Regions from separate parts of the Mus musculus genome. Here regions 1, 2, 3 and 5 are each linked to region 4. The links are chromatin contacts, called in public promoter capture Hi-C and targeted proximity ligation maps. All regions are on one chromosome and are shown on one strand. The core of a region is the stretch at or near the end of the contact, and the rest is flanking DNA. Distances in the headings are between cores, read along the strand shown.

Region 1 (5,825 bases), core at 2,561-5,060, 1.7 Mb after region 4:
TTGATCCTCAGCAAAATACACATGTACACACACATACATGCACACTCACGCATGTACACACACACAGTTTAAACTGATTTCACCTCCCTAGTTATATAAAATTTATCTTTTTTGAATCTATTTAATTCCTTGGTATAGTCAATTCCAGTGAGAACCTCTCTTTCCCATTCAGCCCATTAAATACTGAAGGAAGCAATAAAACTCGTCCCTACTTGCCACAGTTAATTCTGTCTCTCCTTTGTGTATTTTCTCCTTTATTTACCATGTTTTTCTAATATTTGTATTAAATCACTAATTTACATATTTGTCTCCATTTCAATCTGCCAGCCTTAGTGAATTCAGTATGTCTAATTTCCATCACCTGGGGCCTCTTGAGCATCTCTCACTGAGACACTTAAACAGCCATCCCTTTCACTAACCCCTGCACCCCATCTTTCATAGAACCACTTTGACAGCTATTGCTAAGCAGATTTGGGATGAGGGTGTAGTTTTAAAACACAGATTGCTGAGCTGTGCTCATAGCTTTTAATTCAGTACATTACAGCATCAGTGTTCACTCTTAGTTTTACCAAGAAGTTAAAAGAAAAATATGTCTCCAGTCTCAGAAATTCTGATTTAAAAAGCTTGCATTTGGGCCGGGCATGGTGGCGCACGCCTTTAATCCCAGCACTTGGGAGGCAGAGGCAGGTGGATTTCTGAGTTCGAGGCCAGCCTGGTCTACAGAGTGAGTTCCAGGAAGCCAGGGCTATACAGAGAAACCCTGTCCCGAAAAACCAAAAACCAAACAAACAAAAAAGCTTGCATTTAGGCCGTCATAGTGCTTCCCAGTTGATTTTTACTGTGCATCAGATTGAAAACTGGTATCTTAGGGTGGGATGTGAGTCAGGACCAACATCCTACCAAAGTAACTCTACAGTCAGTCTCGTTTGAGACCTGTGTCAGGAATCTTCTGAATGGAATTTGGCATAGAGGTAGTATCAGAATTTACAGTTTCTACCATTCTCTCTCCCATCATGGCACCCCTCTTTAAACATTCAGAATATAGCTTATATTTTTTGGCCTTATTAGGATCAGCATAATCTGACCTCTTCTTTATTTTCGTGAGCTGTCACTCTTACTTGTTTCTACACCGTCATAACCATGACACACTAATTTTCTGAGGGAAAAAACCCCACATGATTACAGGGCCACTTGAATTGAAATATAAACTCAAGTTGGAAGGGTGGAGCTATTAATTTGGGCAAAAAGGAAGAATCACTAAAAGGGTCCCCAAAGTTCCTGATGTCAATTAGGATACTAAACAAACCTTGAGTTCTGCTTAAGCCCTACAGAGTTCAGAAATAAACTAGGAGGCAATAAACTGTCTTTCTCTTTCCACCACATTCCATCAAGTCTTCCCCACTCTACTGGAGAATCCGGTCATCCCAGATGCCCTGGCTTTCCTCATCTTCAGATGTCAGCATTTTTTTTCCTTAGGCTTTTTATCATGATGCCTCAAAATTTCAGCTCTGAAAATCCTCTTGAAAAATATGCAATACATACTTGCATTTTCCTCTTAAAATTTCCATTGAAAAATCCAACAGCAGTATCAAGGTCAAAAGAAATTTTAAGGCACCACCAGAAACTGCCTCAGAATCCCAAGTTTTCTATTCCAAACTGTTTTTATCCTCCATGTTCAAAGATTTTTTAAAAATTCTTAAACTATAGGCTCTTTGACTAGTCTACATCCTGAAAAAGAGTGTCTTTGCAATTCACTTGGTAGCACAAATGTGGATGTGCCTTGAAATGCCATAAGGCAAGTAAGAGTTTTTAACCTTATTCCACTGAACAGAACAAACAATACATTGGCTACAGTTTTAGATACTACTGATGCCAGGAAATTGGCCAGGACTTCACTGTAGTTATTACATGTGGTAATACTTAAAAGGATTACTTTCTTAAAATCTGAAAAACTTGAAATTACTAAGACCTATGTGCTTCAGATAACAAATGTTAGACTTCCAGCCACACTGTATCAGCTTCTGTTAAGTTCCAAACCTTTCTTTCAGTTCCACTGAAATTATATGTAAATAATATTGATAAATAATAGACATTATTTGCTATATATAATATATTCTTCACTATATATAAATAATTTGGGGAAAGGTACTTGCTGTTAGACACTAAACTCATAACATTGCTTCTAAAAGCAGATGTTACATTTTCCCTCTTAATAACCACCTTAGGAAAAAACTGCCAAAGCATGGGGTGACAACCAACACCAGGTCACATGTATATGTGACCTCCATACACATATACCCATACTCACACGTATACACACACTAGACACATACCCAGACTTGAAACAAACAAACTACATTGGCATTAAGAAGTCCTACATAAAAAGCTGTGAAAACCCTGTGCACCAACAGACTACAATATGAATGACAAATTGCTTCAAAGCATCTCCCAAGGTAATTCCTAACTACAGCTGCAATTTACCAATCAGTTGTAGTTATCCTTTTAAAATGTGTGTCATTGCTGTCCAAATCTGCTGTGCTGACTTATGATAAAAGAGTTGTCTTTAACAATTTCCAGTTATTACAGGCTTCAGACATTTTTGAAAAACCTACCAAATCATAACATTATTCTGATACTAATACTTTATAAAGAAGAGTGAGCTATTTTAGTAAGTTCCTAGTCATTTAGGAGGGCGGCTTCTAGAAACTAATTGCAAGTAGAAATTTTTTTAAATGTATAATATTCCCCAAACTTTTACTATTTTGTCACGTACAGATGCGTTGACAAGTCATAATCTTTAAATACTTGAAAGCAAACTTGCCCAAAGTATTTAAATACTATGTCAAATAAAAATGTCAAAACCAGAAGTTAATCATAAAGCAACCAGACTCCCAACCACTAAGTACAAACAGGGGGAAGGGAGAGAGGGGATGATGTCCCATGACATCATTTGGCAGTATGGAGTTTGAAGGCTGAGAGCGCCTTCCAAATTAACCCTTGCAAAATCCAGCTGGGAAATTACCACGCTTATTAAGCTTGGATAGCCGAGTTTTAAAAGAAGAAAAAGCCTCGCTCCTTCAAATCACACGTCAGTACCGTATGAAAAAAATAAAAGCATCCAGGGAGGCAACTGCCTCCCACTACCCGGATAGCAACGGAAAGGTCAGAATTAGGAGGAAACTCCTCTCTGAGACTGTTCAACCCGAGGGGAGAAAGGACCGCAAAAGCGAAGGGAAGCGCTGCCTTGGCGCCCACAGGCAGGTTCTCCCACTCAGGGAAAACCTCCCTGACGCCCAACTGGCACCCATGCTCATCCAACAGAGGATGCCGACCCTCAGCAGAAAGTCGGGAGCCAGACCCCCCGAAAACAAGCAAACACCCAGCATCAGGCAGCGGACCCCACTCCCCGAGCGTGGAAGGCGCGGTTCCCAAGTGATGGCCGTTGCCCTCGAGGCGCAACTTCCCTGTTGTCCCCTCTCCAGGCCGCCTTCAACCCACCGCCCAGGGCGCCCCCCGGCCCCCGCCGCACCTACCGCGGCTGCGCCGGCCGTCACGATGGGCGGCAGCTTCTCGCGCTCCGGTTCTTTCCCCTTCCTCTCCTCCGGGGCGGCCGCGGCTACCGCCGGCGGCGCTCCGGGCGAGAGATCCCGAGCCGCCTCACTCATGTCTGGCCGGGCGGCTGAGGCGCGAGGCGGTGGCGGCGGCGGCAGCGGCGGCCGGACTGCAGCCGGGGCGGGCGCTGCTGCTGCTGCCGCGGCCGCGAGAGGGCTCCTTCCAACCGCCGCCGCCGCGCCGCCCCCGCCCCCGCGCGCGCCCGCGGCCCGTCGCGCGCCCGCGCGTGTGCGCGCGCCCCCGGGCTGGCCGCCAGGCTCCGCCGCCCACCCCCTGCGTGCGCCCGGCTCGCGCCCTCGGCCGCGCTCCGCTCCCGCGGGTCCGCCGGCCGGGGCTCAGACCGCGGCCCCGCGTCACGCGCGGGGACCGCTGAGGAGACGGCGCGGGGCGGGAGCTGGGGGGCGCCTGGTCGCCATGTTGGTCGCGGGCTGTGGTGGGAGGGCGACAGGCCTTGTAAAGGCTGTGACACGGATTCTAACCCTGGCTTTCCCTTCACCTGGAGTGGCAGGTGAGCCGGGGACCTTTGACCCAGCTGGTGGCCTTTGACCTTTAAACTCGCGCTCAGGAAGCGGACTCGGGGTCATGTCTGCCCCCTGATCTTTCCTCCAGTGCCTCCAGCGCCGGGGAGACTGGGAGACCGCTCACCTGAGCATCCTTATGACTAACTCTTTCCCCGTGTCCTCTCCTGGCCTCATCCTACGGGAGAAGCGCTTAGGGTCGGGAGAGGACAATGCGACACCGTGCTCCCCTCCCACACACACTCCAGGGCAGGACGGCCAGGCCACACTTTCCATTTCTGAGCCGCGGTCCCTCATGACTGCCAAGTCCGCCTCTCCCTTCCGTGCCCACGCGCCTACATTTTGCTCTCCCCGCCCCCCGCCGTCCTTCGTTCCCTCTAATCCCTTGTCCCCTTCCGTTTATAAGTTACAGATGGACAGATCCAAACTGCTGAGTAATCCATAATAAACCTCGTAATAAATTCTGGGTAAGAACGTTTAAAAAATTACTTTAAATCGTCATGTTAAAATATCCCCACCTCCACCACCCGACGACGACTTAGACAATTTCCTTTCTCCTCGCCCCCTCCTTTTCCTTTTATCAGTCTGCTGGAATGGCAGAGACACCTGCTGATGGAGGAGAAGGGAGAGAGGAAGTATTCACTGTACCACTTACTAAAAATAGAGAATTTCTCGACATTGAGGTCTTGGGATTTTTAGTTGAGACTTCGTTATTTTATTCATGGTGAAGTGAATTTTCTAATCCAAGAATACTCAGCTCCAAATACAAGAAGCAAGAATATCTCTGAAACAAATTCAGAGGGGATTTGGTGACTGTCATTTTATATAATTCAGAGTCCGCAGAACTAAATAAATAGTTACAGTTCTTCCTGGCATGAGGTTGTTTTTCAAGCCCAGAATTTGTAGCAAGCAATAAAGTGAATCGGATAGTGCCTACTGTATTACTTTGGAAATTATAAAGTTTGCTTCTATTTCTAGGAAGTATTTGTAGTTTTAATATAATTGCTGTCACCATCGTTTCTCTATTAATAACAAAAGGTGTACAATAAGTAGAATAAAGTAGCCAGGTATTTCATAATCTTTAGAGCCAAATGACACAGGCACTACTTTGCAACACCCTTTTCTGTCTCCTTTTTCTTGAATTTTTGTTTTTAGACCTCTCTTCTTAAATCTCCGGACTATCTCATAGACATCTGTTTTCTTTTAGCAGGCCAGCATGCTGAAAACTGGTAACAAACATTGTAAAACCAACCTTTCATTTTAAATACGATTCAAGATGTACCATGCTACTGTGTCTAGACTGGTAGAATAAATTCTGAAATGATGGTGGGTTATCTCTCCTATTGTCTACAACCAAATTTAGTAATTTGCTATTAAAATACTTGGATCAGAAACGAGTTGGATCGCATGCCTTATGCTTTCACTTTTCATGTGTGAGACAAAATAAAAGTGTGTCTGTACATCTAGTCACATTCAATAGAACAAAAATATTTAGATATTGGCAAAAAAACTGGCAAGTCAGAAGTGTTCATTTCTACTGCTCCAGACGAGATAAGGCAATGGAAACAAGCCCATTGGTTTATTCTGCTGGGAGCTCTATATAGGAAAGATAAGCATCATGATGAATTTGTTTCCACTTCCTACTAAATACATGATTCATAATGTACCACTTAAAGTCTCTTTCATACAAGCCCC
Region 2 (6,256 bases), core at 2,704-5,203, 1.0 Mb after region 4:
GGCAAGTCTGGGGACTTGTTAAAGATATTGTAAACTGTTAGCAAAATAAGTGTCTGACATTTAGAGAGAAAAAAAATAAATTCACAAAAAAGCAAAGATAAAGAAATCATTTAAAAATAAATCCAAGGAGCTGGAGAGTAAAGAGCATTGACTGCTCTTGCAGGGGAACTGGAACGAGTTCCCAACACTCACATGGTGGCTTACAACCATCACACTCGAGCTTCAGGGGATCCAATGCCCTTTTCTGGTCTCCTTGGGCACTAGGCATGCACACAGCCCATACAGTCATGTAGGCAAAACACTCATACACATAAAAACCTATCAACCAATCAACCAACCAACGAGCTGGGTGTTGTTGCTCATAATGGCAGCAATTGAGGAGGATGAGGCAGGAGGACTGTCATGAATTCCAGGGATACAGAGTGAGACCTTATCTCAGGTCTTCACCTCTTCCTTCCCCCACCCCAAAAAAAGCTTTTAACTACGGGGACACACACACACAGAAATAAAACAGTGAACATGTCTGTGTTGTTCTTCCATTAGTCCTTACCCAGCTTTGGAAACACTATTAAGTACTCGGCGTTGCACTGAGGACAGGCCACTCTGGCTGTGCTGTTTCCTCTTTGCTTTTCATCTACCCAGCGCTGGAGACAAGCCTGGTGAACCCACTTAGTAGATCCTCTGCACCTGCATGGTCTCACCCACTCAGCTGTTCTATCATCTTCATCGGTGGCAAAGCACACCCAGCAACTTCTGTAAATTAAGAAAAAAAAGTTTTATCTTTAGGGTTCCAGTCTCCTTCCTGCATGAAGCTCTTAGCTAATGGGATGGAACTATCATGCAGTATTGAAGAAGTCCTGTAAAAATTACAGAGCCAAACAACCAATCTATTTCCAGTAGAGCTTTTCTTCTGGTTTGTTTTTTATCTTCCACTACAGAACCTATTTTTTGAACTTTGTTTTTATCTATCTTTTTTTTGGACTCCATCTTTCTAGTAATTTCCCCTGACTAGTAAACTAGCATACAGGCACAGTTTCAAGTATCTTCTGCTTATTAAGACCTCTTGAACTTAGAAAAACAAAGTGCTAGTGTTTTCATATATAGTTCCCCTACCCTTCAGGCCAGGATTACAAACATTCTAGGCAGAATGTTCTGAGCCATATTCTCAGACCATTCAATTTTCAACTGAGGAAACCAATTTTTAAAAAGCCGACTCCGTTTTCTTAATGGTAAAGGATAGCTATAGGAAGAAAAAGGACATCACAACAATTTCTTTCCAAGTTCAAGAGGTCCTTTTTTTTTTAAAGATTTATTTATTTATTTAATGTATGTGCTTACACTATAGCTATACAGATGGTTGTGAGCCTTCATGTGGTTGTTGGGAATTGAATTTTTAGGATCTCTGCTTGCTCTGGTCGGCCCCACTTGCTTCGGACCAAAGATTTAGTATTATACATAAGTACACAGTAGCTGACCTCAGACACACCAGTAGAGGGCGTAAGTAGACAAGTAGGGCTACATATACCAGAATCATTATCAGTGTTAAAGTAAGGAATGGGAATGTGGTTCAGTTGTACCAGTGTTTATCTAGCATGCATGGCACTGGATAAACAGAGTATGGCAGAGGCAGGAACAGTTGGATGGGGGCAGAAAGAATGTAAGAGTTGTGAGACGAGGAGCGCTGTGCATTTGGTCTTCTGGCCTTGTGCTTACACACCTACCGTACCTGTGGTTATCTGTGTAAGATCTACACACTATTGCATCAGGGATAGAGGAGGGACTCAAAACTCCAGGCCTACCCTGAACTTTGGATACTGCTACTAGAGGAGGAGGGAGTAAATTTAGTGTTGTGCTAATAACACGCCCATGCTCTTGTAAATAACCTGGACCCATGCTTATGCAAACAATCCTAATTAAATTTAATGGAACACACACACACACACACACACGCACACACACACACAGAAACGAGGGGGTGATGGGACTCGGAATGGGAAAGGACTTGGGAAGAAAACGGTAGGTAGAGGATGGAGGTGAGCTAGGGTGATGGGAGAGGAAACGACTAAGTTATGTACATTCTAAAAAGGATAGCCAGAATTCCCAAGTTTCTGTAAATGTTTCATGAGCACTCACTGGCTTTTATGAAAACCTCTGAAGAATACATGAAAAGCCAAGACAACATCTAGACAGAAGAATTTTTCTAAGTGTCGTCACGGAAAAGTGAAAGTGGGATGTCATCAGAGCAAATGATTAACTACGCAATACAAGGATTGCGTCTCATATAACTGGAATCGATGTGGCAGGCAGTAATCTCTCTGGGCATACTTAGTATGACACATCTAGTCAAGTATGATAAATTATAATGAAAGGAAAACTTGAGAAGTGACCAGACTTCTAGACAACTGGAGAAACGGACAAGTTCATTAGTTGTAGCAGAATAGCTGCTAAGTACCAGAGATTTAGGCTAAATCCTGTCATAAAATATGAGGGTGTAACTTCTTGCCTTCCCTGATGGATCTTTGATGCCCACCTCCCAGCCCCAGTAGTTAATGGCTATAACCTCAATCAAGAGAGGGCCTTCATTTAATAAGTTTCAAAGCTGAATCTTAAGTGCATTGAGAGCATCACCTGCTGAAGTGGGTGGCCAGTTAGTCTATTTAGAGTTGCAAGCAACCTCAAACATTATGAATTAGATCGACCAATTGGTCAGAACAGCAAGCAGCTGCCTTGGTGAAAAGGTGGATTTAATTTAGTTTCCAAAAACTCACTGGCTGGAATTTAAACGGCAGAGGGCAGTGCTGTAGACTTTCTCAAAGAGTTTTAGTGGCTGGAGACCCCAGGAATGGGCAACTGGTCCCAGTACAAGCCCAAACGTGTCTGGGAACTTAGCGATCGTCAAGTGTGCTACGTGTTCAATGTTGCATGCTTGTGGCTGTTTTCCATAACCTCTACTCTAGTGTGACCGACCGTTAAGGCTCCCTTGTGGATATTCTGACCTTACGGTTTGGGGGTAGGGATGGGATTGGGGGAGGGTGGTGGGGGAGTTGGAAAGAGAAACGAAACCCAGGCTTTAAAAGAAGGAATGCCTATCCTTGCATTGTGAAAGTGCAAGGGACCAGTCTCCAGAATGACAATCGGGTACTTCCCAGTGGCGTCGCTGTCAACCCCTTTACTACATTGTCCGGGGAGGAGGGGGAGAAATAGAAACTAATACTATGGGTTAACAATAGCGCCTCTTCACCTCAAAAAACAAAACAAAACAACAACCAAAAAAAAAAAACCCAAACAGGCTGGCGGCCAAAGTAGACCTCCCTCCTTTAACTAAGTTTCAAAGTCTACGACCCTGACCTCTCGCCCGCTCTTCTCCCCAGTGCCACCTCCAAACTCAGAGCCCTTTTCCCGGCCTCCGGGCCGTGGAACTCTCGGCGGACGCCAGGATCCCCGCTCTCGGGGCCTCGAGGCCAGCATGGGCAGGCCCAGGACGAAGGCCGGCAGTTCCCGGCCCCACGTTGCTCCTACCTGTCCAGCATCTGTTGAAGGGCTTGGTCCGGCATCTTCCGCGGAGCCGGCGAGCTCGGCCCTCGCCCGCAGCCCCGCTCAGGGCCAGGCCCCGGGACAATAGCACTGAGAGGCGGCGGAGTAGGCCTCAGTCCCGCGGCGGCCGCGGACCCGCCACACAGCCTCCCGGCGTGGCTCCCAGAGGCCCGCGGTGGCGCTGCGCGGCCGGCGGGCGACCGCAGAGGGCGGCGGGGAGTGAGGAGGAGGAGCCTGGGGCCGGGAGGCGGCGGTCGCGGCCCGGGTTCCTGCCGGTCCGCCCAGGGTTCCGGTCCATGGACCGCCGGGGCGCCGAGCTGCTGCCGGCGGAGGAGCTACCTCTGTGAGGTAAGAGTCGCCGCCTCCGTGCGCGCCGGGGTCACGACGCAGGGGCGGCTCGGAGCAGCCTGGGAGATGTAGTCCTCGGACCGTCCCCGCTAGAGGCTGCACAGCCCGCCGGGACCCCCGCCGCCGTGCCCGCCGCCGCCGGGCCGGCGCCCTCCCGTTTCCTTCCTCCAGGGGGAAAAAAAAATGTCCTTCGGGCCGCTGTCCGGGAAGCGGCAGCATGTGGCGCTCCGCTGTCAGTAGCAACAAGGTCAGCGCCCCTTCTCCGCGTCTTGTCCCCTCAGCTCTCGCGCTCAGGTGGGACAGAGCCAGGTGAGGGGTGGCGGCGTGGAGGGCCAGTTTCTGGGCCGGGTCAAGTACGCCGGGCCGCGGCGGCGCGAGGCCGGGCGCTCGGGTCAGCCTCGGCCGCGTCAGAGCCCATCTTCGGGGAGGGACAAGTGGCTTAGTGCGGGGCTGCTCTGGAGGGGCGTGTGGGTAACCCGACTGTTCGCACCGGCGCCTCTGTGTGTGTGTTGGGGACATAGGAGAGCATGGGGGGTGGGACGCGAGCAACCACTTTGCCTGTCCAGGAACCTTCTCGGTTCTGGTGCTGTCGCCCAGCCTTCGAGGGCTTGCGGGCAGCCTCCAAAGGGGACACGCTGCTGAATAAACAGCCCTTGCTTGCTCAGCTGTGGGTTGTCAGGAGTGTTTGTTTCTTTCCGCAGCTGGTCACCGTTAACCATTCCTAAGGCTCCTTGACACTTCTAAGCAGGTGGATCCCGGCCGAGGGATCAAAAAGGGAAGAAGTGACAAATCACGCCTCTGTCTTCTCTGACGCCGGAAGGGATAGCTTTGGAGGGGGGAAACGAGCTGTTGTTGACTTAAACCGATGCGTAATTTGGACGACCTGTGGCATTGTTTAGCGCTGTGATTGGTGGGATGTTTTGCTAGTTTTCCGTTGGTTGTGCCTACGGTTTTTTGGTTTTTTGTTTTTTTTTTTTAAACTTCTACAAAACGTTTGCTATTTCTTTAAATGAAAATGTTTCTTTAAATTTGAGCCTGGAGTGGTTTCTCAGGCCTATAATTCCAGACTTGGAAGACTGAGACAGAAGGATTACCTGGTCTGTATAATGAATTCCAGAGTAGCCTAGGCTAAATAAATAAATAAATAAATAATCAATCAATCAATTAATCAAGGATATGGTAGGCGTCCAATCCCGTAACCCCAGCACAGGAGAGGAGGAGGCAGAAGGATTAGGAGTTCAAGGTCAACCTCTAACTCTAATTAGTTTGACTCTGTCTCAAAAGGACAAACAAAAAGCTGCATAGGCATGGCCAGCAGATCTGGGAGGGTCTTCACAAATTCAAAATCAGTTCGGGTTACAGAGAGAGACCCTATCCCACAACAGTAACCATCAAAGCTACTTTTGTTTGTTTGAGTTTTTCCTTGGCAAGGACTATGTATCTGCAACACAGGGATGACTGGACTTGGAGATCCTCCTATCTAGAGCTCCCCATATCTGGAATTATATAGGCATGGCCCACCACACCCAGAACCGAAAGGCTTTCAAAATTATTGCTTAAGGTAGTTTGTTTTTTTTTTTTTTTTTTTTTTTTTTTTTACAATCAGCTCTTACCTGTGTAAATCTATTTTTGTACTAGTGCGTCCATGGTCAGGATATATAAATAAAATACATAAATTTATTCGACCTCCAATTTCTGAAATATGCATTTTTATGTTTGTTTATTTATTTTGAGACACGTTCTCACCGTGCAGCCCTGGAATTCACTAGGTACACTAGGCTGAGCTTGAACTCAGAACTTTGCCTCCCTCTGTCTCCTGTGCTTAAAGGCTTGTACCAACAAACAAGGCTACTTTTATTATTTTTTGTGGGGGTACACGTATGTGGGCAGAAGTCTAAGGTCAGCTTTGGGTAGATTCATTTATTGTTCTCCAGACTGGGTTTCTCAAAGAACCCAGAGCTTGTTGGTTACCTAAACCAGCTGGCCAGAGATCTGCCTACCCTTGTCCTCCCTGGGGCTAGGATTGTAGATGCCACAGGTACACCTGGCCTTTGTGTGAGTACTAGGGGCTGGAATTTGGGTCTTTATGCTTAGGTTACAAGTACTTTGTATCTAGAGCCTTGTACTGGCTAGTTTTGTGTCAATTTGACACAGCTGGAGTTATCACAGACAAAGGAGCTTCAGTTGAGGAAATGCCTCCATGAGATATAACTGTCAGGCATTTTCTCAATTAGTGATTAAAGGGGAAAGGCCCCTTGTGGGTAGGACCATCTCTGTGCTGGTAGTCTTGGTTCTATAAGAGAGCAGGCTGAGCAAGCCAGTAAAAAATATCCCTCCATGGCCTCTGCATCAGCTCTTTCTTTCTAACCTGCTT
Region 3 (6,242 bases), core at 618-3,117, 1.3 Mb after region 4:
ACCAAAAGCCTTTAAAGCCCACTCTTTCTTTCAAAAGTTGGATCTATAGATTAGTGCTAAGCGAAAAAGATCAATTTTTTTAAAGCACTATCATTTTGCCTCTATAACGCTTTCCAACATTGTACAAATATAAACCTACTTCACGAAAGGAAGTACTAATTCCCTTAAATTAAAAAACCCTGAGAAGGCCAGGTAACACCACATCTCTAATCCCAGAACCAAAGCTCCTTCTGAGTTCGAGGCTAGCCTGGGCTACATGAGCCCCTTGTCTCAAAGAAGAAAGAGAAGACAGAAAAGAGACTTTAAATCTCATGCTCATGTACCAACATATTTCTGGTGTATATATTTATGCATTTACATGGAAGATAAATTATAAGATAAATCTATCTGTACTTGCAGAAATAAATGCCACTTGTATTCTCTTAAAGCAGTTTCATAGGTGCTGAAATAAGAGTCTTTCTCCCACTAAGTCTGCTTATGAAATAAAAATTAGCTGTCCCTACTACCAGTACCTAGCAACTCCCTTCACTCAGCTCCCATGGGATTCTCCCACACACTATTTCATCAGTTACCTAGGGAGTGTGTGACTTGGGTTACTCCTTCCTTATAAGAGTGTGCATAAAGGAATGTGTTCAACTAATTTCGAAAAATTAGTGAAAGCTGTTTATTTTCGTCATTTATCTCCCTCAGTCCATTTGGTGAAAGGACTCAATTCTCATTATCTCATCATCCCTAAAGGACTTTGGTAACTCTTAATGACTAAACACGGAGAGACCATCCCGACGACTTAAACGTCAGCGGGACACCAAAATCATTTCCAAGTTTTCAACTCATTCTATCATCAGAAGCTACACAAGTTAAATGTTTATACGTCTTTCCATAATTTTCCCAGACTCTTCCACGTGGGCAAAATTTTACAATAATTTAAGATCTGTGATAACGCTTGGGGAAAGATGCTAAAATAGTCATCTGCTTAAGACCACACGCTGATTGACAGAATACTTACTGCTTAACAAAAAGGAGGAATTAGACCTCAAGAAAAAAGTGAGCAAGACTATACCCGTTACGCTGTAAATTTTTTTTAAAATTTAGCATAACCAGATGGTCTCTTAGATAACAGTGTTTCAACCCCCGCCTCCATCGACAGTTACTACCAAGTTTTGCCGTGAAATGGTGGTTTGGGAACAGACTTTGATACTACGAAAGAAAAAGAAAAGAAACTCGCCTAGAAATTCAAAGAGGGAAGAGAAACCAAAGAGGAGCAACGTGGTGAAGAAAAAAGAAAAAAGGAAAAAAGAAAAAAAAAAAAAAGCCAGATCGAACGCGCCGAGTCACATTTAACCAGGAGAAAAAGCGCTTCGTGAGCCGACTTCTCCGGGTAACCCGAGCCCAAAGCGCCTGCCAGCCGAGGGAAGCCTCGGAAGTCTGGGCGAGCGAACGAGAAGCAGCGCTCACGCCCCGCACCGTCGCGCCGGGAGCCGACCGACAGCCTCGCCCGCCCGCCCGCGCGCGCTCCCCGTTAGCTGACGGGCGGCGACACCCACCTGGAGACCGCCATGGCCGGCGCCGGCGGTTCGGAACTCTCAGGGAGCTACACGCCGCGCCGCTCCGGCGTTCGTTTCCCGAGCAGAGCGGCGCAGGCCCAGGCCGCCGGGCGCAGGGCGGCAGGCGGCGCGGCGTGGAGCGGCCCGCACGGGCCTTCCGGCATGTGCCGGCCACCGGAGCTCGTCTCCGCAGCGACCAGGGTCCCACACACGGGCGGAGGCGGCGCCGCTCTGACCCGCACCACTTCAAACCGGGTGCCCCCAGCCCCGCTCTCTGCTGACGCAGACGCCGGCACGCCGGACTTAGCGTCTGCACGCCGGAAGTGACGTCACCGGCACGTTTTCCCCCCCCCCCCATCCCCACTCCCTGCCGGCGAGCGGAATGTAGCAGCGCCCCGCGGCAGTGGGAGCGGGTTGGCAGCGTGGATCGGGAGCCCGGCTCCCAGTCTTTAAGATTAATGGGAGAAACGGAAAGAGGTCTTGATCTTCCAGAGAGCGATAAAGATCACCTAGCTAAAGTTCCGAAAGTTCCAAACCTCGGTCTCTAAGTGCTCTCTCCATCCTGACCCTACTACCCAGCTAGGCGGCTTCCAAACAGGAACAAACTGGAGAAAGGAGACTCCGGCCCAGGTCGCGATGCTGTGGGCGGGATGAAGTCAAGAAGGAAACACTGCCGAGGGCTGGCTAGGGTGGTGCAGGCCTATAATCCTAGCACCTGGGAGGCTGAGGCAGCAGATTGTGAAATTGGGGGTCAGTCTGGGCTACAAAGCAATCTCCGGGCCAAGAATTTGCAGTGTGGTTCCGCGAGGAAGAGGGTGGGAGGAGGCTCAAGTGTGTGTTTACTATTATTTACCATTAAGTTCTGCATAAATGGTGAAGGGACTGCTAATGATTTTGCCTAGGCCTATCACCCTTCTTCCCGTCTTTTCCTCCTTCCGTCCCTCCACTGCCAAACACTCCTCTGTAAACTACCATAGCCTTAGAATTTGTTTTTAATGCCAGTAGTCAAACTAGTATTTCTCTAGTTTCGGCAAGCCCAGTTTATAGGCCACTGACAGATTAATCATCAAAAGCACCTGTCCTGTCGCCCTTCCTTATAAAACATGCCCACTAGCTTCTTGTTACCTATTTAGAAGTTATGTCTCAGGCTTTGAGTCTGCTTGTCATCTGTATGATGAGAAGCACTGTAAAAGGTTGTGGAAGGTGGGGAGGGATGTCATGAACCCAGGAAAGTTCACAAGAACTTGGTGAACTGTAAAATAGATCTGTATAGGAAAAGATGAACTAAGTACTTGCTAAAGTATTGCACAGGTGACTAACATTACCCCTTACATTACAAGGCAAAGCTATAAAGTAGTGTGATGTTTTTCCACGGTGGGGCTAGAAGCCCAGGATTTGGGTTCTATACGAAGTATAGAAGAGTGTTTTGAGCAAGAGAAATGATCTAGTTTACATTTTCTATATGTTTTCCCTAGTATCAAAAAATATAGGTCCAGGGCTGGAGAGATGGCTCAACAGTTAAGAATGCTGGCTGTTCTTCCAGAGGTCCTGAGTTCAATTCCCAGCAACTACATGGTGGCTCACAACCATTTGTAATGGGATCTGATGCTCTCTTCTGGTGTGTCTGAGGAGAGGGACAGTGTACTCATATAAATAAAACTATATATATGTATATATATATATATATATATACACATATATACACACACACATATATATGTATGTATACACACACACACACACATATATATATATATACATATATATATAGTCTAAAGCTTTGAAGAGAGGAAAGGCCTATTGTTATCAACTTGGTTTTTTTCCCCAAAGGCAATAGATTTTTAAAAAATGTGTATGTGTGTAGCTTCTGCCTACAGAGGCCAGGGGGCCAGAGACTATCTAAAATTCCTGGAGCTGAAGTTACAGGTGGTTGGAGCTTCCTGAGAGAATTGAACTCAGGCACTCTGGACCAGTCATGTGCTCTTAACTACTGACTTTGATTTCATTTTGTGTTGGTTTGGTTTTTGTTTTTTAAAGACAGAATTACTCTGTGTAGCCCTGCCTGTCCTGGCACTCCCTCTGTAGACCAACCTGGCCCTGACCTCCTGCCTCTGCCTCGTGTGTGCTGGATTTAAAAGTGTGGTGTGCCACCACCACCACCACCACCCTGGCTGAACTGGCTCATTTTTAAGTCCTTTCTCATAACACATAACAACTATGTGTCCAAAGAACTTTTATAATATCACTAAGTTTCATTTCTACATCTGGGAAGTGAAGAAAATAATGGTGCTGATGGAGTTGGTAGGGACTAGATGGGAACACACAGCACTGAACCAAATGACTGCCGAATAAGCACTCAACCCTACTCATTAAGCCGATGAGTCCAGGGACTGGCTCATGCTAGGCACAGTGCGACTCTGAGCTAAACCTCCATTTCTGATGACTCCTTTTGTTAACAGCATAGCCTTGAACGAGTTACTTAATTTCTGTATCTTAATTCCTCAACTGTGGAGTGGGGAAAATAACACTAGTTCACAATTTTTGACAGTATGGTTGTCTGAAGTTACACATAATGGAATTGAAAAGAAATCTAGTGCATTATAGCACTTATGATACCAGATCCCACCAGCTTCTAGGTCAGTGTTCTATAATGAAATACATTTATAATTCTATGGCATGCTGACTTTGAGAAGCATGGCACTGACTACTAGACCTATACATTTCTTGAGGATCCATGTATATCCCCAGTTTATAGTGGCTGTAGAAACACACTCTGCCTTACTCCCCTGATTTGATACCAGCTCCACTCAGTCCCTGAGCCAGAGCCACCTCTTGAAGTTCTTGGAACCAATGGTCCCTGCCTATAAGACCTCTCAATGCGAGGGAGCTGCCCCCTTACAAAGCCAGGACCTTGGCCAGGCTCAAGTGCTTGACAGATTACCAGAGATTGTGCTTTGGGATCTGTGATGGTGGTTGGAGGGGTTAAGACTAAGGTGCTTGTGCTTAGTAAGGGGTGTGAACGCCCCTCTATTTGGCTACCCAGAGCTAAGGAACATGGGCCTGGCCAGACCCAGTACCTGCAGCCTTGCCATCAGATATTAGAAGGGACAGCAGTGAGTTAGAGGGAACCGCTGGACTGGAGACAGTTCTCCAGGTGGACTCAAAGGCTCTGCCCCACCTTCTCCAAGCCTACAACCTCTTTCTTCCTAAGAGGCAGCTAGAATGCACTTGGGAGAAGAGAGAAGAAGGTCAGTCAGGGCCAGGAAGGAAACTGAAAGGGTAGGAGGACATTAATGGAGGAGAGTAATAAAGCCACTGTATTCACACGTGAAACTCAAACACTCAAGAGCATAGTCTGGGAGAGCTACAGAATAAAAAGGAATGTCGAGAGAAAATTCCACAAACCACCCCCCCCCCCCAGCAGCAGGCTCAGACAAGTGGAACCCAGAACACTTGAAATGTACTCTCAGAGGAGGGAAGAGTTGTTATTCACAGCCCAGGGCTGATGGGGTTGGACCTCCCTTGGAAAGATTTTATTTCTAGTCCTGTGTATGTGTGGCAGTATGTACATGTGAGTACAGGTTCCACCAAGGAGAGAAGAGGGTGACAGTGATGGGCCCCTAGAACTGGAGTTCAGGTGGCTTTGCTGCTAGGAACCCAGTTCTGCTTCTCTGCTAGAGCAGTACAGTAAGCACTCTTCACTCCAGCTATAAAAGGTTACCTTATGCTATTTTGTGGTTTACTTCTTTACTAGTTTTTAATACAGTCTTGCTGTTTCTCAGGCTGACCTGAACCTCACTATGCTGCCCAGTCTAGCCTTGAGTGTGTGCTTCTCCTGCCTCAGCCTTTAGTGTTGGAATTACAGGCATGAGCCACCAGGCTACTCCAGCTCTGCTTCGTTTACCATGCTTTTGAACTTATCTTTTTTATTTATTTGGTTTTTTGAGACAGGGTTTCTCTGTGTAGCCCTGGCTGTCCTGGAACTCACTCTGTAAACCAGGCTGGCCTTGAACTCAGAAATCCGCCTTCCTCTTCCTCCCAAGTGCTGGAATTAAAGTCATGCACTACCACTGCCCGGCTCTTTTGAAGTTATCCTGATTTTTCTGTGTGCCCTTCCCTTTTCTTCTTGATGTTTGTGACATCTGTGGATCTAGCTCATAATTTTAATGTAATTGAGAATAAGGCCACAAGATGTCAGACTTTAGCTGAAAAATCTATCAAGAGCCTTCCAGCCCTTGATAATATCAGAGCATTTGGTGGGCAAGGAGGTGTATCTGTAACTACTTTTGGTACTTTACATGAGAGAATGTTTTTCTGAAATATTTATTTATTTATTTATTTATTTATTTATTTATTTATTTATTTATTTATTTGGTTTTTGAGACAGGGTTTCTCTGTGTAGCCTTGGCTGTCCTGGAACTCACTTTGTAGACCAGGCTGGCCTCGAACTCAGAAATCCACCTGCCTCTGCCTCCTAAGTACTGAGATTAAAGGCGTGCACCACCACCGCCTGGCTTTCTGAGAAATTTAAATACATCTGTGAAATGTATTATGAAACTTTCGTTAAGAGTTCCTGTTTTTTTATCATTAGTGTTCCTTAATGTCATAGGTACCAATATGTTTTTATTAAAAATTTAACTGGTATAGCCAGGCAATGTGGTGCATATCTTTAATCTCAGCACTCTGGAGGCAGAGACA
Region 4 (6,302 bases), core at 2,096-4,595:
ACACACACACACACACACACACACACACATATATAGTTTCTCAAGAGAACCCTGACTAATACAGATGAAAACATGAGGTAGGTGGGTTATAGCCAAGTTGGGGAATCTGTTATAGGCCTTAGATGCCATCTGATAACATTTTTCACCAAGGGTTGGGAAAGGTAGATCTTTGTCCTTTCCAAAAGGACTTATCTAATCTTTGCAAGAATCTTAGATCACACACAGTCGGGTAATAAATGGTTATTTAAAGGGTTAAAGATAGCCCAAGATGTTTGACATTGGATCTGCAACATTTTGACTTACCATAAATTGAAATTGTAATCAGTCAATTGACCTTGTAGAATGATTAACATGGGCAGTTGTTTTTTGGTTTTCTGGGATCTCAATTTACAGCATAGACCAAACCACCCCAAGAGTTTGTTGCTTGAAGCAGCATTTAATTTGCATAAATCTGCAGTGTGGGTCGGACTCAGTGAAGATGGCTTGGGTCTGTCTGTACTACTATTTACCATCAAGAAGACAGAAAGGGTCAGGCAGAAGCTGCATCATCTGTCACATGCAGCTTCGAAGCCTCTCAGCATTATTTCTGTAGAGCCTTGACAGCTGGGGCAGAGATGCAGATATCAGGTTACCATGGAGAAATATTAATGTTGTATCAACCTTAATGAAAAAATATTCATGTGATCATTTTGGGAAAATAAAGTGTGTTCAGACCTAAAGGATAACAGAACATGTATTGAAAGCATGGCTTGATATTTTATGGCCATCGCCATCCATCTCTGGCCCTTATCTAATGCCACCATAGCATTTTGTTGCTTTGAGCATCAATATATTATTGCATTTTTTTGTAATTATCGATAACATATCTTAAAGCCTGGAACCCATAGGTTTCCATATGCCATATACTTATGGTATATGATAGAATACATTGATTTTACTATTTTATATGCTCTGTCTTTTAAACTGATTTGTCTCTGAGATAAAGAAGTGATTTTTACATGTTTGTAATTCCAATGACTGATCCACCCAAAGCATGTTCTTAATGGGTGTTTGTGTCTTTTAATATTGAATTGTAATCGCTTACTTGAGAGTTTTTCATCAGGTAAGTTTTCTGTCCTGTGTTGATTCAAATTCAGATTATGTTATCTATCTATAGCATATACTTTGTATTTAATGTCTCCAGTAGCTGCTGACCTCAAAGCAAAAAATGGAAACCTTTGAATGAATGGAAAATAGAAACACACATCAATGCAGCAGCTACTCCCCGTAGAATCATGAACTGAGAGGTAGGAGCTGAATTGTATAAAAGGAAAGTGCTGCCGAGCTCCAAACCCTCATGGACCTGTGGGGTCAAGGTCTGTGCATATCTCTCTTATGCGTAAAGCAAAGCATGTGTTGAAGAGATGGTGTGTTACGATTCTATTGCTGTGAGGAGACACCACGAGCAAAGCAACTTATAAAAGACAACATTTAATTGGAGGCCTGCTTACAGTTTTGGAGGGTGAGTTCATGGCCATCATGGTTAGCAAGCTTGGTAGCAGGCAGGCATGATGCTGGACCAGTAGCTGGGAGCACACATCCTGATCCACAAGTTATAGGATAGGGGTACGGATACATATATATAACTGGATACACACACACACACACACACACACACACACACACACACGTCATATCTATCTGTCTGTCTGTCTGTCTATCCATCCATCCATTCACTGGGCCTCTGGGCTTTGAGTTTCAATAAATGAGGAGCAAGCAGTCAAGCATCTGAATCTATGGGGCCCATTCTCCTTCAAACCCCCATAGCTGGCAAAGCTGTGGAGAGGCTTGCTGCTCTTTCCCAGGGCCAGGGTTCGGCTCCCAGTACCCACACCACTCTGTCACGCTTGTTCCAGGGCTTACCACACCGTCTTCTGTCCTCCATGTGTAATGTGACATGGAGAAGCAGGCACACACATATGACACAGAAGCAACATCTTTAAAAAATTTAAATGCAGGGCCTACAACAGCAGCACAGGGTTGTTGGAAAACTAAAAAGAAGTTAATAGATAAAAGATGTTTTTTAAAAAGGAACAAAAATGCTAATGCATGTCAAATATTGGTATACAAGAGTTTCATTTAGGCTACAGGAGTTCTTATTAGTGATAAAAGGACAAAGTATTTGGTTTTTAGATATCTATAAAAATTGACTGCTTGACAAATTAACTCAATACTTTAATAATATTAAATTATGAGGTTTCCTATTTACATTTTTAAAGGAAACATTTTTATTGTAGTATAATTCAAATGCACCTTGAAATGCATAAATTTATAATTTTGTAATTAACAAGATTGCAATCGCTGCTCTATGTAAATCAGGGTGTATCTATGATTTGCTGCCAGGAATAAAAAAAGTCTTGAACTGATTGACAGGGATATTGTTATCTACTGGTTAGGATAAAAGATTTAAAATGAACGTGTATTAAGATTCAGAGTTCTTCCTTAACATGGACCCGCTGTAAAAGTGAGAAGCATGCCAGTTCTGTTCAGCAAATGTTTTAGTAGCTCCTGTGATTTCAAAGGCACAGTGTTGGCTGCGGAGTGCGAGATGAATAACTGCTGGTATTGAAGAGAAGCAAGATCTGTACCCAGTGGAAAGAGGAATGGGACGTCACGGTGTAGGGCAAACACAATGCAGGAACAACCCAGTGGAGCTTAAAATAATTTAATTCTGGCTGCCTGAGGTGTTTTTTTTTTTTTTTTTTTTCCTTAAATTTTATATTGGATGCCCTTTCTGCGTGTGCTAGGTTGCTTATTGGCGTAGAATCTGCGACCCTGTGAAATCTTTTTCATTCCCCATTTCTTCTTTTCCTTGCCAACTCGATCTCTTCAGCCGCCAGCACTGCCTTTGGAACAGTATCTATTGTGTGGGTGGCGGAACGCGGGGAAGCTATTTCTGTTCTAATTATGAGCACTGTTTTCGTAGGGGAAAAAGAGGGGGTGATAAGGCAGATCTGAGGCTGAGCTGCTGGCTGGGCGAGGATGCTCGGTGGAGGCGTTACTAAGGTTACTAGAGAGAGGACCGCAGGTGACAGGCGGGGTTTTTCTCTATAGCAATATACATTTTCCAATGAAGGACGTGGGCTGGGCAGTGCCACATTGTACTACATATTGGATTCCCTAGAGGAAAAAGGAGATGGCCCAAAGGAAAAATGAGGGACCAAAGCAGGGAGCCTCTGCTTCCTCTTCCGGGCCTTTTCTTCCGCCGTCTTTGTTTACCCCCGAGCCATTCTGGCTGCAGCACAGAGTCGGCGCGCCGGAGAACGGTGTCTTATCGATGTGACACGCCTCTGAGCCGGGCCGGAAGCGGTTCCCAGCCGGTACCCGTAGGGCCAGGCGTGCAGCGTGCGGTGACAGTGGCGCGGGCGGCGGCGCTGCGTGGCTCTGGAGGACCGGCGCGGACCTGCAGCGGCTCGCTGAGGCCGTGGCTCGTCGCTGCAGCTGTCAGGACTCTTGGGGGCGAACTTGCCAGACAGAGAAGAGCGGAAGGGAAGGGGTGTGTAAGGAGGGCCGTGGGCGTGTTTGATCTCAGAGAGGACTTTGAAACTGGTTCTTAGTAGTTGAGTCTCATTTTTATTTTGACAGATTCGGGAGGCAGCAGATGCCCTATTCTCGAGATTTTCTTAATTCCAGTCAGTTGATAGCATGATTTGAGTGAGAGCTTTTTAGTGAAGCTACTGGGTTAAGATAGCTCAAGGGATGGATGAAGCTGCCCGAGATAAAAAGAAATGTGGCGTCGGAGCAGAGAAGAGGTGTCTGGAATGAGGGGTCAAGATGATCTACTAGTTCCAGGTTCTACTAGTTTCAGGTCTTCCTGTACTAGGTACCGTCCCCAAACTATGTAAGCTTGAGGTTTGGGCTTCTTTACATAACCTCTATGTTAACCTTTACATAAGTGGGGAAGTAGGAGACGCGTCTGTGCCAGCCAGACCTTAGATTCTGCAACTGCTCCAGGCTCCACACTGCGGTTTTCCACCATCAATATATGAAGCACGTGAGGATGGATTAGAGGGTAGTAGAATTTGAACAGCCTTGATGAGATCTGCTAAAAGGTGTGACGTCTAGGTGTATAAGGCAATGATAGCTGTCGGTCAGGAAGAACTGTGGCTTGCAAACCTATGTCTCCAAAGCTTGGCTGTTGCCTTCTCTTTAGCATTTGGTGGGATAAGGAAGAGAGGTATATACTCACACGCCCAAGTTTGAAAATGGAGTTGCAGAGACTCACAGAATTTAATGATTTGACATAGCTACCTTATTTAACAGAATGACAAACAGAAGGTAGTCAAGAACGCAGACACTGGCTATCCTAGCTGTACTTGCCAACACAGATGCTAAAGTTAATGTCTCTTTACCTGGACTGGGTCCTTTCAGCAATAAAGATTGCAACCCACCTTTACCCCTATTAATGTGTGTTACGAATTCTGTACACTTACTGACACAAATACCAAAGCTGAAAAATATTATCACTTGACCTGGACTGGCTCCTTTCAGCTGCAGGAGTTGACTATTGATGATATACAGTAGTAAAATCATCTGTACCCTTGCTCATGTGTGTTCCAAACTCTGTGTAATGCTGGAGTCAGATGCCTTTTCAGGCACAACTGACAGCTGAAGCTTTTCAGCAATTCCAAGACTATCCATCGGAAAATAATAAGACTGACTAAGCCTAGGGGTAAGGAAACTTAGCTTAAGGAGACCTCAGCTAAAACTCATGCTTAAAAATTAAGGAAAAAAAATTTAATCAGTTGATAATGTACTGTTTACAAACACTAATTCTGGCAAGTTGTGCCTAATATTCCCAAGAGATTGTTGAAACTGGGGCCTTAAGAATCAAGTAGATTAGTTTAACTACATTTTCATTCCTAAAATGCAAGTACTTATTTTTAACTTGAAAAATCATAAGCTTTATAAAAGTGCTTATCACTGTGTCTATGACAAAGTAATAATATAGTCACCCAGTGCTTAATAAGAGAGACACTTAAATACATTTCTGCAGCTCCTTCATTGTTCAAACAGCAGAGAGTATGCTTCTACAATGGTACAGCCATCAAACACCTCTACTACAGACAGCCCCCAAACTAGTATCTTTCTAGACTATGAACGTATATAGCATGTTGTTGCAATTATTACTGTAGATAAGTGTAATGGTATTTGCACAGTTAGGCATAGCTACAATGTAGAAGGTATAGTTGAAGTACTAAGCAATAATTTGTATTTTCCTCCAGTGGTCTGTCTGTGGCTGAAACATCTCTAGGGGGTGTGGGGTGTGTGGCACAAATAAAAGTGATGCACTGTTGTCCCTTGCATGGAGTCGCTTTGCAATATCCAGGCTTAGGTTTCACTGGAAGGCCAGTGACTAATGTCCTTATTCTTCTTATTTCAAAGGGATTAAAGTGTTAGGTGGCTGCGTAGACCAGAGACCATGATCTGCCCAGCATGACTTGTAAAGCTTGTGGCTGTTTAAGATCACTTAACTCTCAGTCTTGTGTTTCCTGAGTATTTGGCAGCTCGGGTCCGCACGGCTGACCTCGCACTCCTTTGCAGATGCATGGGCATGGAGGCTATGACTCTGATTTTAGTGACGATGAGCAAGGCGGAGGCTCCAGCAAAAAGAGGAAGAAGTAAGTCTGTTGATCCATAGTTCACACTGTTTCTAGACGGACATGAAGTATAACTAAATCCTGGAAAGGGTTTGGATTGACTTTGCATATGGAAACAACTGCTGTAGCAAGTGAGGGTTTATTCATTGCACTGTAATAAATGGATTTCAGTTTGGAGGTAGTTGTGGGGAAAATGAAGTTTTGTTGTGAAGGAGTTTATTGAAAGGGATAGAGGGAAAAGGAAAGATTTCTCTATTGCATGTTTTTTTTTTTTGTTTTGTTTTGTTTTTTGTTGTTTGCTTTTTCATTTGTTAAGACTGTGTGTCTGCAAATGTCACAGCTTAAAGGAGGCTTGGTTGCTGTTTGTCTTCCCAGTGAGGTGCTCGTGGAGGATGAATTGTAATTCAGAACAGTTGTAATGTTGACTTGAATGAGCAGGTCAGAGTTGGCAAGACCAAGATCCTCTAGCATACAAAGCCTGGGCTTCACAAAGAGGACACATTTTTGTTGTTGTTGTCATTTTTGTTTCCTGAGACAGTTTTATTATTTAGTTCAGGCTATCCTGGAATTCCCTATATAGCCCAGGCTGTCCTAAGACACAGTCTTCTTGGTTTAGCTTTGAAAGTGCTGGGGTTCCAGGTATGAACTGCATGTCCAGCTGGA
Region 5 (5,411 bases), core at 1,038-3,537, 1.4 Mb after region 4:
CATCTCCCTAGTATCTTTAGTAATTATTTTATGTTTTCCTTTTTACATTTTAACTTCTTAATTTTACAACCTACAACTGGCAATATAGGTGAATTTTGAGTGGTGAATTGCTCTCTATAATATTTAAATTCCCATTTCAATCTGGAGAAACAATATAAAATACATGTAAAATATTCCTTAATATGTTGAGGCAGGGGTAGGGTCTAATCTACCTCATTCAGAGGCCAGAACACTTGTCTGGCATGTGCAAGGTCTTATATTCCATCCGTGTGGGTGGGGGAGGGGCATACTGGAGCAGAGCTGAGGGTGGGATGGTGTGGGAGCAACAAGGTCACACCATAAGTCCCCAACCCGCACCTCAAAATACTACTATTTTCAGACATGAACTCACTAATACATTAAATTCTTGAAAGGTGGCAACTAAGATCGACCTTGGCTATTTTTATCAAGCGTACATAATCTAAGTAACATTACCCCTTTGGATTATCTAGCACTTGGTTGTGACCATTTGCCAAATAGGTTGGCTAAATGGTCAAGCAAGACAATTCAAACTAGCTGAAGCAAGGCAACACTGCTAACAGAGATTTGGCTTCATGCTCTCACTTCTCAGTGCCCACAGGCAAATTTCTCTTCTGCCCAATTGTGGTTTTCCCAAACTTTTCCCTTGCTCCCAAACCGGCAATCAATTAAGGAGGCATGATTTCTGACAGTACATACATTTTAAAATAGGGACAGGTCAAAGCAAACAGACCTACAATTGGAAGAACTGTAAAATCAATGCCTGTAAACAAACAAACAATAAATCTTTTTTTATACTCTTTTGTCTACCATTTTTGCCCCTAAGGAACACAAGAAACTAAAATTTTTTTTTAAATATAAAGAACTGCTAAACAATTCTGATGCACACTGTATCAAATGTTACCAGGCTAAGAGGATCTTATTTGATTATGAGGTTAAAAAGTTACAAACTGTCCTTAACATGAATAATCATTAAGTTGGTTCCCATCCCTGGCCTTTTCAAATAAATACCTCAACAAGCAAACTTCAACACGCTGGTACCACAAAGAGAACCCAGTAGTTAAAAGTAACTCCAAACTATCTACAATAAATCTCAGGATGACTCAAAATCCTAGATCCAAGCTCAAGTGCGTGTCCTATCTTGTCTCTCAGCTCACTTTCCATCCCGACTTGTGCGGGAGTAAGGCAGAGGCCACCCACACACAACCTAAGTAGATCTCAGGTCTCCCAAACATGCCCATTTCCGGTTTTAGTCTCTCCAGAAACCTAATCCAATTAACTCTAATGAGCCAATAGCTAATAAAATAACTCCTAAATTAAAATTTCAGTTTATGACGGCCGCTAGAACTTAAGGGGTTACTAAGAGTGTCGATGAAACTTGCAAACATGGGTCCATTTTTTGGAGATAATTACTCTTTCAAATCACAAGGTCTACTAAGCCTTTCTTGTGTGCAGAGGCCCTCCGGGGTAATAAGACCGGAAGTCGGGGCAGGTATTGTTGATACAGTAAAACAAAACAAAGCTTCCCCCCTCCCAGCACACAAACAAACAAACAAACAAACAAAAAACCCCATAACCTCAAAAACAACTTCCCGAGAGCACGCTCACCCCACCCTCATCACGAGCCCCGAGAGAGGAGGGCGGGCGGCCAGGGTGAGAGTCCTGGGGAAAGGTCGGAGACAGGGCAGCGCCGCGCGGCTTGCGGCCTGCAAGCCCGAGCCTGCAGGTGGGGCGTGCGGGAGGCGCCGCGGGGCCCGCGTTTACCTGCGGCGAAGTGGAGCGGGGTGGACTTCCTGCCCGCCGTGTCGCGGCTGTTCACCTTCTCGGGCGTCACCAGCCTCTTGACTCGCTCCACGTCCCCGTTGCGGCAAGCCTCGAACAGCTCGCGGGCGGACGGCTCCACGGCCTCGGCCCCGGCGCTCGCGCAGGCCGCGCCCCCGCCGGCGCAGCGGCGGCCAGACATGATCCGGGCCGCCGCCGCCGCCGCCAGCAGCAGCGCCAGCAAAGGCAGCAGGAGCCCGGGCCCCGCGAGCAGGAGGGCGAGGCCCCCCGCAGGAGACGCGCTCAGGGCCCGGGCCGCTCCGCTCCCCGCTGTCACCAGAGTCGGCACGGTCCCATGGCCGCGTCGCCGCGCGCCCCCGGCTCGGCTCCGTGAGCCCCGGCTGCCCCACCGCGGTGGAGGCAGCGCGAACCCGCTCGCCGAGCCCCGAAGCGACGCGACGGCGGAAGCGGCCGAGACCACTCCTGCCAGCTCGGTCGGGTCCTGGGAGCGCGCGTGACGTCGGCTCGCGCGTGCGCAGTGGCTGCTCTCCGGCCGGGCCAGTTTGGGCAAGCGGGGCCGCGCGGAGGGGTTTGTGGGAAATGTGCAGGGAGAGCCTTTGGCTGCGGAAAGAGAAGGGGCTTCGGCCCACCGCCATCTTTACAGAGCCTCTGCTAAAAACGAGAGGTCTTGCTGCCTTTTCTTTTATTAAAGCCTACACTTCTCGAGACGAGTTTCATTGCTCAGACACCGAAGACGAATCTTGGGAAGTTTTGTTCTGATTATGCATTTTCTTGTGCAAGTTTTAGCGTGAAAATCTCTGCAGTGTTGCTTCCGTACCTTCCCCCTGGGAGATTTCTCACCCCTTCCCCCTCCTGCCTTCTTTACAGTGTCTCTTCCCTTAACTCTCCGCATCTGCTTTTGTTTTTCTTATAAGCGTTTTCTCAGAAATGAATCCGTTACGCTTACTGAGAAGTTTGGATGAGCGGCCCCCAGATAAATCAAGAAAGCGAAGAAAGTTCATCTCAATTCTAAAGCAACAATTGGGGGGTGGGGTGGCTGTGATTAGCTCCGCTTCCCATAGTAAATTATTAGCTCAGCGCTGACGAGGATCTATACATAAATCAGCATTGCACCGGATGTGGTCGAGGTGCTGATACAAAGCATACACATCAAAGTTTTCCGAAGTTTCTCTCTCTCTCTCTCTGATCAAAGAATACAAGTGCACAATTCATTTTCGTGTTTATTGTGTTTTATTAAAAAAAAAAAAACAACAACAACAAGGATGTGTTTTGTAGAGCCAGGTCTGGTAAGGTGGGAAGGATTCCTGGGCAGGCCCATGCTGAAACATCCCTTTCTTACCCCTGAGGTACCAGCCATACGGGTGTAGTGTAGAATCGAGTTTATTTAGGGCATGGGAAGGGGAGTAGAGAAGAGAGTAGAGGCAGAGAAGGACAGAGGAAGAGAGAAAAAGAAGAGAGGCCGGCCAGGAACACGTGGAGAGAGACGGGGGAGGGGGGATGGGAGAGAGGGAGAAAGGGGTTAGGAGAAGAGTCTGAGAGAGAAGGGGGACAAACAGCCAGGCCTACCTGGCTGTTGCCAGGTAACTGTTGGGCGGAGCCTGGAAAGAATGTTAGCTGTGTTTAAGGTAGTAGTGACATCTTGTTTCAGGAACCCGAAAGAAAGGAATACAGAGATTTTGCTTGCAAGAAAGTGCTGACTTTTGGCACGCTGACAAGCATTTCCCCTGTGAATTACTTAACCTGTTTTTCAGGAAATCCAGTTTTTGTTAGGGAGCGTTGACTCACTTCTGTGGGAGAAAAGCAGGGACACTTCTTGAGCATTTTAGTAAATGTACCTTCTTATATGTTTATTCCATTATGTTCTTAGACTACTTAGTGTAAATTTAAATTGATCCCTATTACTAAATAACTATTCATGAATATACCTAAGGATTAGAACCTTACTACTATGATTGTCTCATTTTTCTTCATTTCATCGACTTGCCAAATATATTCCCAATTTTTATAATTTTTTATTTAGTGATTTCTGCTTATGTATTTCCTCCCAATATGTGTATCTAAACAACATCATACAGCATCACTTACTCACTGATCTATCTCCTCAACCCTAACTGTTTTTGTTTTTTTCTTTTTTTCTTTTTCGAGACAGGGTTTCTCTGTGTAGCCCTGGCTGTCCTGGAACTCACTCTGTAGACCAGGCTGGCCTTGAACTCAGAAATCTGTCTGCCTCTGCCTCCCAAGTGCTGGGATTAAAGGCGTACAACACCACAGCCCAGCCTAACTTGTTTTTAAAACACTTGATTACTAGAGAAATGAAGTTAACAAAGAAACCATATTAGGATGGCTGTTCTAAAAGCAAACAAACAGCAAACAACAAATGTTGGTGAGATGGACAAATTAGAATCGTTTTGGCACTCTTAATGTGATCATAAAATGTGTATTATTACAGGAAACACTTGGTAGTTCCTTACAAAACTAAACATTGGGACTGGAGAGATGGTCTAGTGGTTCAGGGCACTGTTTTACTTAGGACCTGAGTTCAATTCCCAGCAGCTACAAGGTGGTGCACAATCATATAGCACCAATCCTGGTATCTGTGGCCCTCAGCAGGCACAAACATGGTGCAGACAAAACACCCAACATAAAATTAATTAAAAATTAATTAATTAAAAATTTCAACATAAAGCTACCATCTTCTCTACTTCTGGGTAGATATAGTCAAATAGTTTGAAACCAGGATCTCAAATCGTTCTGCAATCGTGTTCATAATACAATCCTCACAAAAGCAAAGAGTTATAAACAATCCAATTGTTCCATGAATGGATGACTATGAAATGTGATGAATGCATATCAAGGAAGAACATTCAGGCTTCAGGAAAGAAGGAATCTTATCTTGTGCCCCAACATAGGTGATTACTGAGGGCATAATGTTAAGTAAGAGAAGCCAGCTTACAAAGACAAAACGGGTTCACTTGTATTCCTGCAGAGAGCTGCCTTAGCAAAACACCACAAAATAGATGTTTTAAATTCCTTTAAAAAAAAAAAAGTGGGGCGTGGTGGGGTGCACGCCTTTAATCCCAGCACTCGGGAGGCAGAGGCAGGTGGATTTCTGAGCTCGAGGCCAGCCTGGTCCACAAAGTGAGTTCTAGGACAGCCAGTGCTACACAGAGAAACCCTGTCTCGAAAAACCAAAAAAAAAAAAAAAAGAACAATATGAACTAACCAGTAGCTCGTGTCTCTAGCTGCTATGTAGCAGAAGATGGCCTAGTTGGCCATCATTGGGAAGAGAGGCCCCTTGGTCTTGCAAACTTTATATGCCCCAGGGCCAAGAAGTGAGAGTGGGAGGGTAGGAGAGCAGGGGGCGGGGGGTGGGGTGTGTATGGGGGGACTTTTTGGATAGCATTTGAAATGTAAATGAAGAAAATACCTAATAGAAAATTGGAAAAAAGAAAAAAGAAAAACGAAAAAAAAAAGTTAGATCAAGATGTTGGTTGGTGTTTTGGTTTCCTCAAAACCCTTTTCCTTGGCTTATAGATGGCTACCTCCTCACTGTACCTCACTCGATCTTTCCACTACATGCACATCTTGTTTCTTTAGTAAAATTAAGCTAG

What was found. Promoter capture Hi-C pulls out the DNA fragments that hold promoters and counts their contacts.
Region 1: a promoter capture Hi-C map of pre-B cells shows a contact between it and region 4, with 3 times the contacts expected there.
Region 2: a contact with region 4 is called in a targeted proximity ligation map of pancreatic cancer cells. A contact is called at or near these places in 1 of 39 promoter capture datasets (pre-B cells), 1 of 130 datasets of targeted methods (pancreatic cancer cells) and 1 of 9 other capture datasets (liver).
Region 3: a promoter capture Hi-C map of pre-B cells shows a contact between it and region 4, with 3 times the contacts expected there. A contact is called at or near these places in 2 of 39 promoter capture datasets (the C10 cell line and pre-B cells) and 1 of 484 Hi-C or Micro-C datasets (CD8 T cells).
Region 5: a contact with region 4 is called in a promoter capture Hi-C map of pre-B cells. A contact is called at or near these places in 2 of 39 promoter capture datasets (the C10 cell line and pre-B cells).

Annotation. Positions count from the first base shown.
Region 1 is chr19:36,552,624-36,558,448 of GRCm38.p6, reverse strand. It overlaps Hectd2 (HECT domain E3 ubiquitin protein ligase 2), which reads right to left and starts at 3,810. Exons shown (of 21, transcript NM_172637.3): 1 at 3,534-3,810. The coding sequence starts at 3,665. It overlaps Gm41838 (a long non-coding RNA gene), which reads left to right and starts at 4,410. Exons shown (of 2, transcript XR_877830.3): 1 at 4,410-4,597; 2 at 4,715-5,524.
Region 2 is chr19:37,205,168-37,211,423 of GRCm38.p6, reverse strand. It overlaps Cpeb3 (cytoplasmic polyadenylation element binding protein 3), which reads left to right and starts at 3,953. Exons shown (of 11, transcript NM_001290827.1): 1 at 3,953-4,129. Marchf5 (membrane associated ring-CH-type finger 5) reads right to left here and starts at 3,879. Exons shown (of 6, transcript NM_027314.3): 1 at 3,520-3,879; 2 at 551-753. The coding sequence starts at 3,554.
Region 3 is chr19:36,921,704-36,927,945 of GRCm38.p6, reverse strand. It overlaps Btaf1 (B-TFIID TATA-box binding protein associated factor 1), which reads right to left and starts at 1,867. Exons shown (of 38, transcript NM_001080706.1): 1 at 1,545-1,867. The coding sequence starts at 1,558.
Region 4 is chr19:38,221,195-38,227,496 of GRCm38.p6, reverse strand. Fra10ac1 (FRA10AC1 homolog (human)) reads left to right here and starts at 3,345. Exons shown (of 14, transcript NM_001081075.2): 1 at 3,345-3,535; 2 at 5,584-5,660. The coding sequence starts at 5,584.
Region 5 is chr19:36,831,108-36,836,518 of GRCm38.p6, reverse strand. It overlaps Tnks2 (tankyrase, TRF1-interacting ankyrin-related ADP-ribose polymerase 2), which reads right to left and starts at 2,287. Exons shown (of 27, transcript NM_001163635.1): 1 at 1,783-2,287. The coding sequence starts at 1,981.